Linked DNA regions of Cydia pomonella: region 2 is linked to region 1. Evidence: chromatin contacts called from public Hi-C data. All regions are on one chromosome and are shown on one strand. Each heading gives the region's core, a stretch centred on a gene start, on an enhancer-like site or on the middle of the called end of the contact. The rest is flanking DNA. Distances are from core to core; before and after follow the strand shown.

Region 1 (4,780 bases), core at 2,254-4,753:
GTGAGGCGCCAGAGTCTAGTAATTAGGATACAATAGACAAGTTATTTTGCTGTAGAAATCGTTGCCCATTTTCGGGGTTAGGTTTTAGTTAAAACCACTGACATATCTCTAAGGACGGGCCTTACGGGTAATAAGAATGGGGCTAGTTAGACTGCACGATTAGCTCGAATTCGTGAGTGACACCGCTGAACTAGCACAATTCTTAGTGCCCGCAAGGGCCGTCCTTAGATATACAGGATGTTTATTAAGTCACCTCCAATAATAAAATTAAATAAGTTAGTTATATTAAGCATTTCATACAAATAGTCCCTTACAACATGCAATTTAAAGGAATATTTCAGGAGTAATCGTAAATTAAAGTTTCATTTCGAGCCATATAACTTGTACGAAATGTTAAAGACGCTATCCGCAGTTAGTTCAAATTTTTACCATCTTATGCGCTGGGATGGCTTTACTTACCCCACCAAGCACTTCGTACGGTCCCAATAGGTGATACTGAGCAACTTTTACTATGGGACCAACCACGGAAACGCCAACAAAAAAATTGGCTGTTCCATACATTTTGGCTGTCTGACCTTGACATTTTCTATGGGAGAGTAAATTTTTTTCGCGATTTCGGTGTTGATCCCATAGTAAAAGTTGCAAAGTTTGACCTATATATATTCACCCCGTAAATTATTGCAGGTGACTAAATAAGCACCCTGTATGTCAATAGTAAGAACTTAATAAGTTTTCGGCAATTTTAGAAGTCTTTACGAAAGAAAAATACAGAATACCAGAATATCATTTAATTCACTTATCTTTAATTATGGTTATGTCAGGAGTATGTAAAATCGTAGAACTCGTAATTGTTCAGCTTCACCGTGCATCGAATACGACCACTGTAAACTTGATTAAGGACAATATTTGAATCAACTTGAAACATGTAAAATGGCCCTTACTTTTTAAATATACGGTTTTCAAAAAAGCATTAATATGTAAGTAATTGTAGTTTCTTCAGCTCAGTTATTAATGTTATTATAGTAAAGGAAGCAGTGGGCATGCAATGCAATAAACATTTCACCAAGCACAGTTAATAATTCACGTAGTGGTCATAGATAATAATTGTAAAAAAAAACTAACGCCACACAAAACTATTTTTCTGCCGTCAACAACAGTTAATTTGTGTGTAGGGTCTCATTTGATACCCCCTTTTCTGAGGGGTATGAGTAGTCTTGTGGCTGTGACAGTAGTCTCGGACTCTTAGTTTATCTTTTTACAATGACATTTATTTTCCACCAATGATCAGTTCAGTGTGCTGTTAGTACAGAGTAGGCTATTCAAGTAGGTCAAAATAGTGAGATTTGGTACCATGGCCATGACCATAAAATTCAGATAAAGCAAAACTACATTAATCTGTTTTCCAAAAGTGTGCCTGTTACTCTAAATAAATAGCGAAATGGAGTATTCCTTTAGGGTACATTACAGGGAAACGTTAAAAATATACCAATGGCAATAGTATAATTTTAATTTCTAACGTTGACCTATTTGAAGTGCTTACATTTACAATAAAATAAAAAAAAATAAGGAACAAACTTACCACAACTAATAAGTTGCACACCAGTAAATTGTAACCACACATCAGTCTTAGCACCATAGCAATAGCTGTTTGTGAAAAATAATAATGCGGAAAAGCATGCAATTAAGTTTAAGTTCCCCAAACAGTAATTTTCTCTTATGTTTCAAATTATAAAGAAACATATATATCTGCCTATTGAAATATAGCTTCAGTAGACTATACCAGGGATCACCAAATGCTGGACCATGGTCCGAATCCGGACCAATTACCTATTTTTTTTTGCTTATTTAATAAATTCAAGTAGAAACAGACCACAACGGTCAACTTTATTTTAAAAACCAGTACTTTGAAGAAACTAATTGGTGATCCCTGGACTATACTATAGTAAGGCCAGCCAATAGTGTCAATGGAAAAATAAGGGTATCAATTTTATGACCCTGTTTTGATTTAGATTGTCAATAGAACAAATGACACATCCAACCAACCTGACTATAATTTAAATGCATTACTAGTAAGGTCAAGCAAGCACCAAATGTAGTAACTATTGCAAGCTGATTAAGCACAACAGGAAAGAATGGTGTTCTCTCGTAGCTGATACAAGATCCTCTTTTACCTGTTAAGCTTTTACTAAGTAAAAAAATTAGATACAATATTAATGTGTTACTTTCAGTGACCTTATTGAACTGTGAACAAATTCAAGCAGTGTATTAAAAAATCTCGAAATTTTCCTTTGACATAAGATTTACCTAAATGGTGCTTTTGTATGTTTTCGTCGAAAAGACAATTTTATATAACATGCAATAGTAAACTTTACAACAATCAGTATAGAGGATATGGCCTACTATGACGATCAAAGAGTTAAGACTGCAAATAAATATGGCTAAGTTTAGGTCTCTTTAAAATTCACAAATACAAACCAGTACTGTGAGAGTTTTTGTTAATGGATAAGTGTAAGGGCCGAGTGGACGCTCAAGTTCGTGCAGTGGGGCAGTGCATGCAGGAGTGCATGTTAAACAAAATGCAAACATTTAGGAGCAGTCTTAGTGCACACTACACACAATCACTTCTGAGCCCGATGCCACCCTGCACATCCCACCGAACATTCAGCTTCGAGTGTACACTCAGGCCTTACACTAGAGGGTAATTATATATTTTGCTATTGTTTTAAGTGAAACAACAAGGTTTGTTAGTATTTAAAAAGGAAAGTGTACAGAAAATTGGTCATGATTAAAACTTGTCTAAAAGATAGTCTCATGGGTGTTGGCACGGAGTTGTGTCTGAATATTCAATTTATCAAGGGTAAAATATAGTTTTTCTATTCTCTGAAACTATTATATTTCGTAATTCCACATAATGTGAAAACTAAAAATTATGACTTTTAAAGGTGTATTCCCATTTGTCCCCACCCCATGTGACCGCCGCAATGATTCATGTGAATGCAACTATTCCATCTGTGCCTGGCCATGACAAAATAGAAATACACCCTTTTAAAACCTAAACCTCAACGCGTATGAAGTTAGTGTTTCAGTACTTAAACGAAGATTTTAGAAAAAGGATACATCTTTTGGTCCTCTTCTTATACATAATTCGATATCCGCATTCTCGACATCTGATAGGATCCCTTGGTTTAATTTCATTCTCTCTATGGCATTCTGAAAACAAAAAACAAAAACACGAATTAACGAATCTTTGTACACTAATTATTATTACATTTATTAGAGTTAAAATGTTTACAAAACTTTACCTCCACAAACATATATCATTGGAACTTTGGTAACAGACTGTTCTTTGTTAGATGTGTCTGCCATTATGATTCGTAATTAACAACAATGAGATTGAATTAAATTAACTCACAACAGTAAGTAGTATCGGACAATATCTAATCGTTATTCTAATCTAAGCACATGCCTCATACGAGACAGGCAAAAAAGAAAATGTCAAGTGTCAATTCGATTGTCATTATCATCATTATACAGAAAATTATTGCTAGGTGAAATAATATATTAGAAAGTACCACACGATCTAAAAAGTCTTGGAGACGTTTATCGACACAAAACATCCAACACGTATAGTTTGTCAAAGGGCTATCTCATTTCAAACATAGACAGAGGGAGTCATACTATCTTTGTCTTACACTAGTACTAGCATCCAAAAGAAAAGGATGAGTATAGTTTTTTTTGTTCTTATTTACTGACAAATTGGTTTGACCAACTATATATACATAACAAGAAGGTTTTCGGTTTTCGCGGTAGGCCCCCAGAAGCAGTAGCAATGCGTTAAGGCTCGTCCAGACGAGAATAATTTTTCGCCAATCTGGTTAAAATTTAACTGTCTGTGTGTTTAATCTCAATTAAATTGTCTGATCAAATCAGGTGGTGTGGACGCAAACGCCGCCGATTATGACCGATATTGCCGATAAAATGGAGGTACGGACGCAAGAATACCAATATGTGTCGCAAGTAATCGCGTTTGGGGGCATTTTTTAATTTATAGCGCTCAAATATTACCATAAATCTAAAATCGGTCATGTTAATCATCCTGTCTGGACTATACAATTTATTCGGAGCACTGGCAACACGGCCATCAGCTCTGTCAGCCAAAGAGCATATAATCACTACGCTGTCAGCAATCAGCAAGGGCCTGACACTCTTTGATAGAGAAAGATAGTCTTATTGCGATTCCTATAAGAGGATAGAGAAAATAGTGCAATGCTTTGTCTTTATCACCGACCGATCAGCCTACTCTTCGCACGGACTTAGAAAATAATCCGGATAGGGTACATTGGCCAAAAAAGTGTGTTCACATGAGAAGTCAAAGTGGGTCGTAGTATCTCTTTCAAATTAGGGTGACCATGAGTTATATGTATCTGAGATATTAGGATAACGTGGAATATATAGTTTGGTCAGGATCTTTTCGTATTCGTGCATAGTTAGAGAGAATTTTACTGTCTTTTTGCTGTGCAAGTATTATGCCTCAAAAAAAGGAAGGATATAGTTTTTTCTCTTCTGTAAAACGCTTCACAAAACCTTACTTAATTTAGTCCTCCTACTGTACTGTTACTGATAGGCGTACCGGACCGCCACCATGATCGACCGTGAGGAAGGTGGTCTGCCGTAACTTCTGTCATGAACTCAGGTATGAGTAAGAGGGAGAAAGAGAGAGAGACAGATATGCTGACAGGACCAGGGTCGCGCCCGTTTATTATAGTTTTTAAACAAGGCT
Region 2 (4,994 bases), core at 12-2,511, 130 kb before region 1:
ACACTCTCAGAAGAGCTCAATAAGGCATACATTTATGAATTTATTATGTACGTACCATACTTTATGATGCTATTAGGCTCGTCATAATAACTGTCAACTGAAAGTGTTACATGTGGTATTTTGTCATCCTCTCCCTCAGAGTCAGTGGCATCATCAGGTTTGCCTTCATGTCCGACTCGAACTACACTTATTCCAGCAGCTTGTGATCCATCCGTTCCTTAAAATAAACATAGAATGAAATTGAAATGTCTTAAAAGTGAGTAAAATTGCATGCATTACCATTACTAATAAATAAAATAAAATAATTCTTATAAATAATAACAAATGTGGTAAAAATAATGGCGCCAAAATTGCGTAGAGTAAATTAAGTATACATTTTGACTGTTAACAATGTAAAATTGTAGTGGTATAAATAAAAAAAGCAAGAGACAAGACGCAAACCTAATAACAGTCATTTCTTATAAAAAACAGATTTACTCGTTAAATTATTTATAATTCAGCACAGTAATTGAAGAGCGATTATTTGGGGAATTCCGATAAGAAATCGATTTTTATAGCCGTAAAACCTTAAAACCAGATAAAGTAAAATAGATATGCTCACAAATATTGAGTAAAACCTTAATGTTTTAAAAATTCGTCAGGTAAATGAGAGGCGTCACAGAGAGCGTCGCTTGGGTGTAGTACTGTTTGTTAGCATAGCGTGCCAATGAAAAGACTTTTTTATACGGATAATGTACAAAAATAAAGTAATTAAATGCTGAAATTATTAAACACATACCCATCAAAGTTCCAAGTAAGTTTTGATCCACAGAAAGCGATCCATCCTTGTTTACAATAACAACAACAGAACTATCGGCCTTCGTGGAAGGCCCATTTAGGTCCGTATAGTTCGTTATCACTGTATTCGACATTTTTCATTGTAATCCATGCAACTGCCTTATGCAAGTCCTCTATTTTTAAACCATTGTAGAAATACACATGCACCGCTTCTATAAATGACGCATTCTAGCAAGCAACGCGCTTGACGCCATTTTGAATCCAATCCACAGCAGGGGTCGCGGATCACAGAGCTTTTGCACGTTTAATTGTCCTCACGATGCATGAAAATTTAATACAGCTGAAAATTTGAAGAAATTAGAAATTTTAGAACCCTATAGGTACTGTCATTACGTATGAAATAAGAAAAACAAATTAAATTATAACCTCGCTAGTAGTCGCCTTATTTTTTTTGGCATGTGTCAGATTACAAATCAAAAACATTTATCGATCTTTGTCTATGGTTAAGACTAGCTTACACTCTCAGCATATATCTTGTGATCTTATCAGTAAATTTCAATATTTTCGGCTGGCAATACTTTATTACACACTTTAATTTTATGAACGCAACTATATGCTTACTTTACTCTTTGAACGCAACTTTTCCTTCGTCAGCCAAGAAATTTTGAGGTTATTCAAGGCCTCTTAACTTCTACGGGCTAAAAGAAGTGTTGTTGGATTTACTTTTATAAGAAGTGAAGGCTTAAAACTGAGTCAAAGAGTTCATCATGAGTTATTCAAAGTTTGATTTGACTTTCAAGATAGGTCAATATTTAGACCGTCACCTTGTGTTTCCCTTACTGGAATTCCTGGCTGCTAAAGAGGTTGGTAGTCGTCACCAAAACAGCTTTCGATTCGAAGATTTCCTCAAAAAATTATTATGTAAAATGATACAGTTATACATGTAATAACATGTATTCTTAACTCCCACAGCAGAACATACAGGCCAGTGGGCTGGTCATTCATTACAACAACAATGAGATTAAATACAATTTACTGGAAGAAATCCCATAATATTGCCTTTGTATCTTATGAATTTTATACATTTCCTATGAATGTGTAGTGAATAAGTATATGAGAAATGTTCAAATTTAGCCTTATTGTAAATGTACAAATTTAGCCTTATTGTAATGACAAAACAATACATAATCCTGAAAATTACTTGTATTTGCTAATAAATTGTAATTTGGTAACACATACATTATAATATTTATTCCAGACTTATGATCAATCAGAGCTGCTGCAAGCTAAATTGGAGATCCTGAGCAAAACTAATATGATTGATTATGTTATAGACATCAGGAGAATGCTTTATCCAGATGAGGAAACACCAGAGGTAAAAATAATCACTAAACTATATCTTGTTATATCAGCTTGATAAAACTTTTTTCTAACAGACCCCTTACAGAGCCTACTATTGGCAGGGATATAAGAGGCACATAAGCTTTATCATTACCATCTTACTTACATCTTTTTGCATTTTTTTTTCCGAAACAGAAGTTGTGCCAATTTAAGGGTTACAATCTCATTAAAAAATGCATCTTTTTGCTTAACCAATCATTTTTTTGCTCTAAGTTATTTAGCAAAATTTTTAAGATGTTTGCAGAACACATTTAGTGACTGCTCTTTTGAAATAAACAGAGCACATGTATTTTATGTTTTATTTTCCTTATAGGAGATAAAGTCCCGCAGAGGTGTAGTACTGTCACAACTTCAAGAGTTGCAAGATGCAGTGGAGCCAGTTCTGAGATTGATGCAGAGAGATGATGTCATGAAGACAGTGGAAACCATGCGGGACCCCAAAACTCTTATAAACTATCTAACTACCAATAAGGAGTTTGAGGTTTGTTATCTTTACTTTTGTTTTTAATGTATCAATAGATTTTTAAACTTTTTCCGTGATGCATCCCGTTTTAGAAAAGTAAACAAAAAACCGTGGCTCAGTCCATATTTGTTGTTGGCATATATGTATATTTTTTAATAAGCTATACAATATACCACAGCCCCCTCATACAGATTTCATAAACCACCAAGGACTAGTAGCATGTTGTGCAAAAATATATAGTTATTTACCCTTTAATGAGCAAGACTGAAAACATCCTCAATTCAAGCCTCATTGCCAGTCTATAGTCCTGAAAATTCTGTATGGCTAAGATGATCGGCTCTTTGTCATTTGTCACCATGCCTGTCACATTCTAACAAGAATGTAAGTGTGAAAGTGACAAGTGACAAAAATGGAACCATGCTGCCACTGCTGAACAAGATAAAAATATAAAAGATGGTGTAATAAGTGGTCTTTTTGGAGACTGTTGCCCTTTAAAAGATTAATGCTATCCTCCAAGGAAACATATTTTAATTTAAAAAGTTCTAATGTTGCCTTTATATTCATAGTTTCTTAGAAAGGATACAGTTATCCTACTAATACAGCTATACTACTTCATGTAGCATACATTATTATTAAGTTGTTGAAAAAATAACTCTCTTTGAATTAGAGTTTTTTTAAATACTATGTTGATGGCAAACAAGCATACAGCCTGCCTGATGGTAAGCAGTCTCCATAGCCTATGGACACCTACAACTCCGGAGGAGTTACATGCATTTCAAATTTAATTTACTTAATTAATGGTTTTCCAGCATCTTGCCACACTAAGGGATAATAATATTAAAATTATATGTGAAACTTCCAATTGTTAACTCAGGATAGTCTCTTTTTGATAATGACTGTAATAATATTGAAATATCTCTTTTCCAGTTCAAAATTCAGATGATTGACAGCATGTACCAGCTTGCCAAGTACCGCTATGAGTGTGGTAACTATGTGGAGTCCGCTTCTTACTTGTACTTCTGCCAGCTAGTCATGTCGCCAACTGATAAAGTAAGAAATCAGAAGTCTAAGACTTAATTTTAAAAATTATTAGATCTGTATTGTCTTCTGCATCAGTAGGCGGGTCCACACAGAGCGAGGAACTTGCCTCGCGCGTATGCTCGCTGTGTGGACCCGCCTATTCACCATCATTGTGCTATGCTAAATTGCTAACAAGGGCGCCGTCAAGATGGGGCAAGGGAGCCGCCAAAATGGGGCAGGGGAAGCCGTCGAGATGGTGCATGGGGAGAGGTAGCTGTAATAGATAATAAAATTTGTAACTAAATGTAGTCAGCGTAAGGATGGCGGGTGGACCTCAGCGAATTTCAACGTAATATTTATAAAAGCATTGTACCTTCTGTGTACCTCAGTGTACCTATTATATTGCGATATAATCGCCGAAATTCGGGAGAGCACATGGGAATGCCTACCTGACAAATCCAGACTGGTTTTGTAGAAGTACCGTCCTATTTCAATACACTACAGTACCCTTAGTATAAACCAGTGTACCTCTCTCTAAAACGAGTTATTTAACAAAAAGGTGCACACGCCATTCTGACGTCAGGATGGCGGGTGGATCTATGAAGAAATCTTGCTTTATTACACGCAAAATATATGTGGTTATACTGTACTTCTAGTGTACCTGAGTGTACCTTCAATTTGGTGGACCCATTATTAAATAATAAATAAAATAAATAAATATTATAGGACATTATTACACAATTTGACTAAGTCCCACAGTAAGCTCAATAAGGCTTGTATTGAGGGTACTTAGACAACGATATATATAATATATATAAATATTTATAAATACTTAAATACATAGACAACACCCATGACTCAGGAACAAATATCCACGCTCATCACACGAATAAATGCCCTTACCAGGATTTGAACCCAGGACCATCGGCTTCATAGGCAGGGTCACTACCCACTAGGCCAGACTGGTCGTCAGATTATTGGACGTAACTTATTAAGGGAAGATGTGGAGCTATTTTTATTAAAGGTACACTGAGGTACAATATGTTTATAAATATTTCGTTGATATCGGCGGGTGGACATGGACAGCTAATTTAATTATTCAATTAAAAAAATATATTTCAGAATAATGCTCATAAATAATCACAAAAAAATAATAACAAATTCAAATAAAAATTAAAAATCATGTCAACGACTAAAAATAAAAATAAAGAAAATACATTACAATAAATTTACACACTATGTCAAAAGCAAGAAAATTAAAAAGAAATACATGAAATAATAGATTAAAATTACAATACATAAAATTAAAATTACTATTTCTGACTAAACAATT

Evidence for each region. Hi-C and Micro-C count contacts between places; a contact is called where the count stands out from the background.
Region 2: a Hi-C map of whole body shows a contact between it and region 1, with 9 times the contacts expected there. The contact joins the promoter of LOC133519114 here to the promoter of LOC133519109 in region 1. A contact is called at or near these places in 2 of 2 Hi-C or Micro-C datasets (both in whole body).

Annotation. Positions count from the first base shown.
Region 1 is chr6:16,405,919-16,410,698 of ilCydPomo1, reverse strand. It overlaps LOC133519109 (DNA-directed RNA polymerases I, II, and III subunit RPABC4), which reads right to left and starts at 3,503. Exons shown (of 3, transcript XM_061853034.1): 1 at 3,303-3,503; 2 at 3,118-3,210; 3 at 774-881. The coding sequence starts at 3,366. The coding sequence ends at 859.
Region 2 is chr6:16,534,906-16,539,899 of ilCydPomo1, reverse strand. It overlaps LOC133519114 (protein piccolo-like), which reads right to left and starts at 1,261. Exons shown (of 18, transcript XM_061853047.1): 1 at 1,204-1,261; 2 at 779-1,117; 3 at 56-217. The coding sequence starts at 911. LOC133519116 (eukaryotic translation initiation factor 3 subunit E) reads left to right here and starts at 1,442. Exons shown (of 9, transcript XM_061853050.1): 1 at 1,442-1,640; 2 at 2,036-2,152; 3 at 2,492-2,659; 4 at 3,569-3,691. The coding sequence starts at 1,545.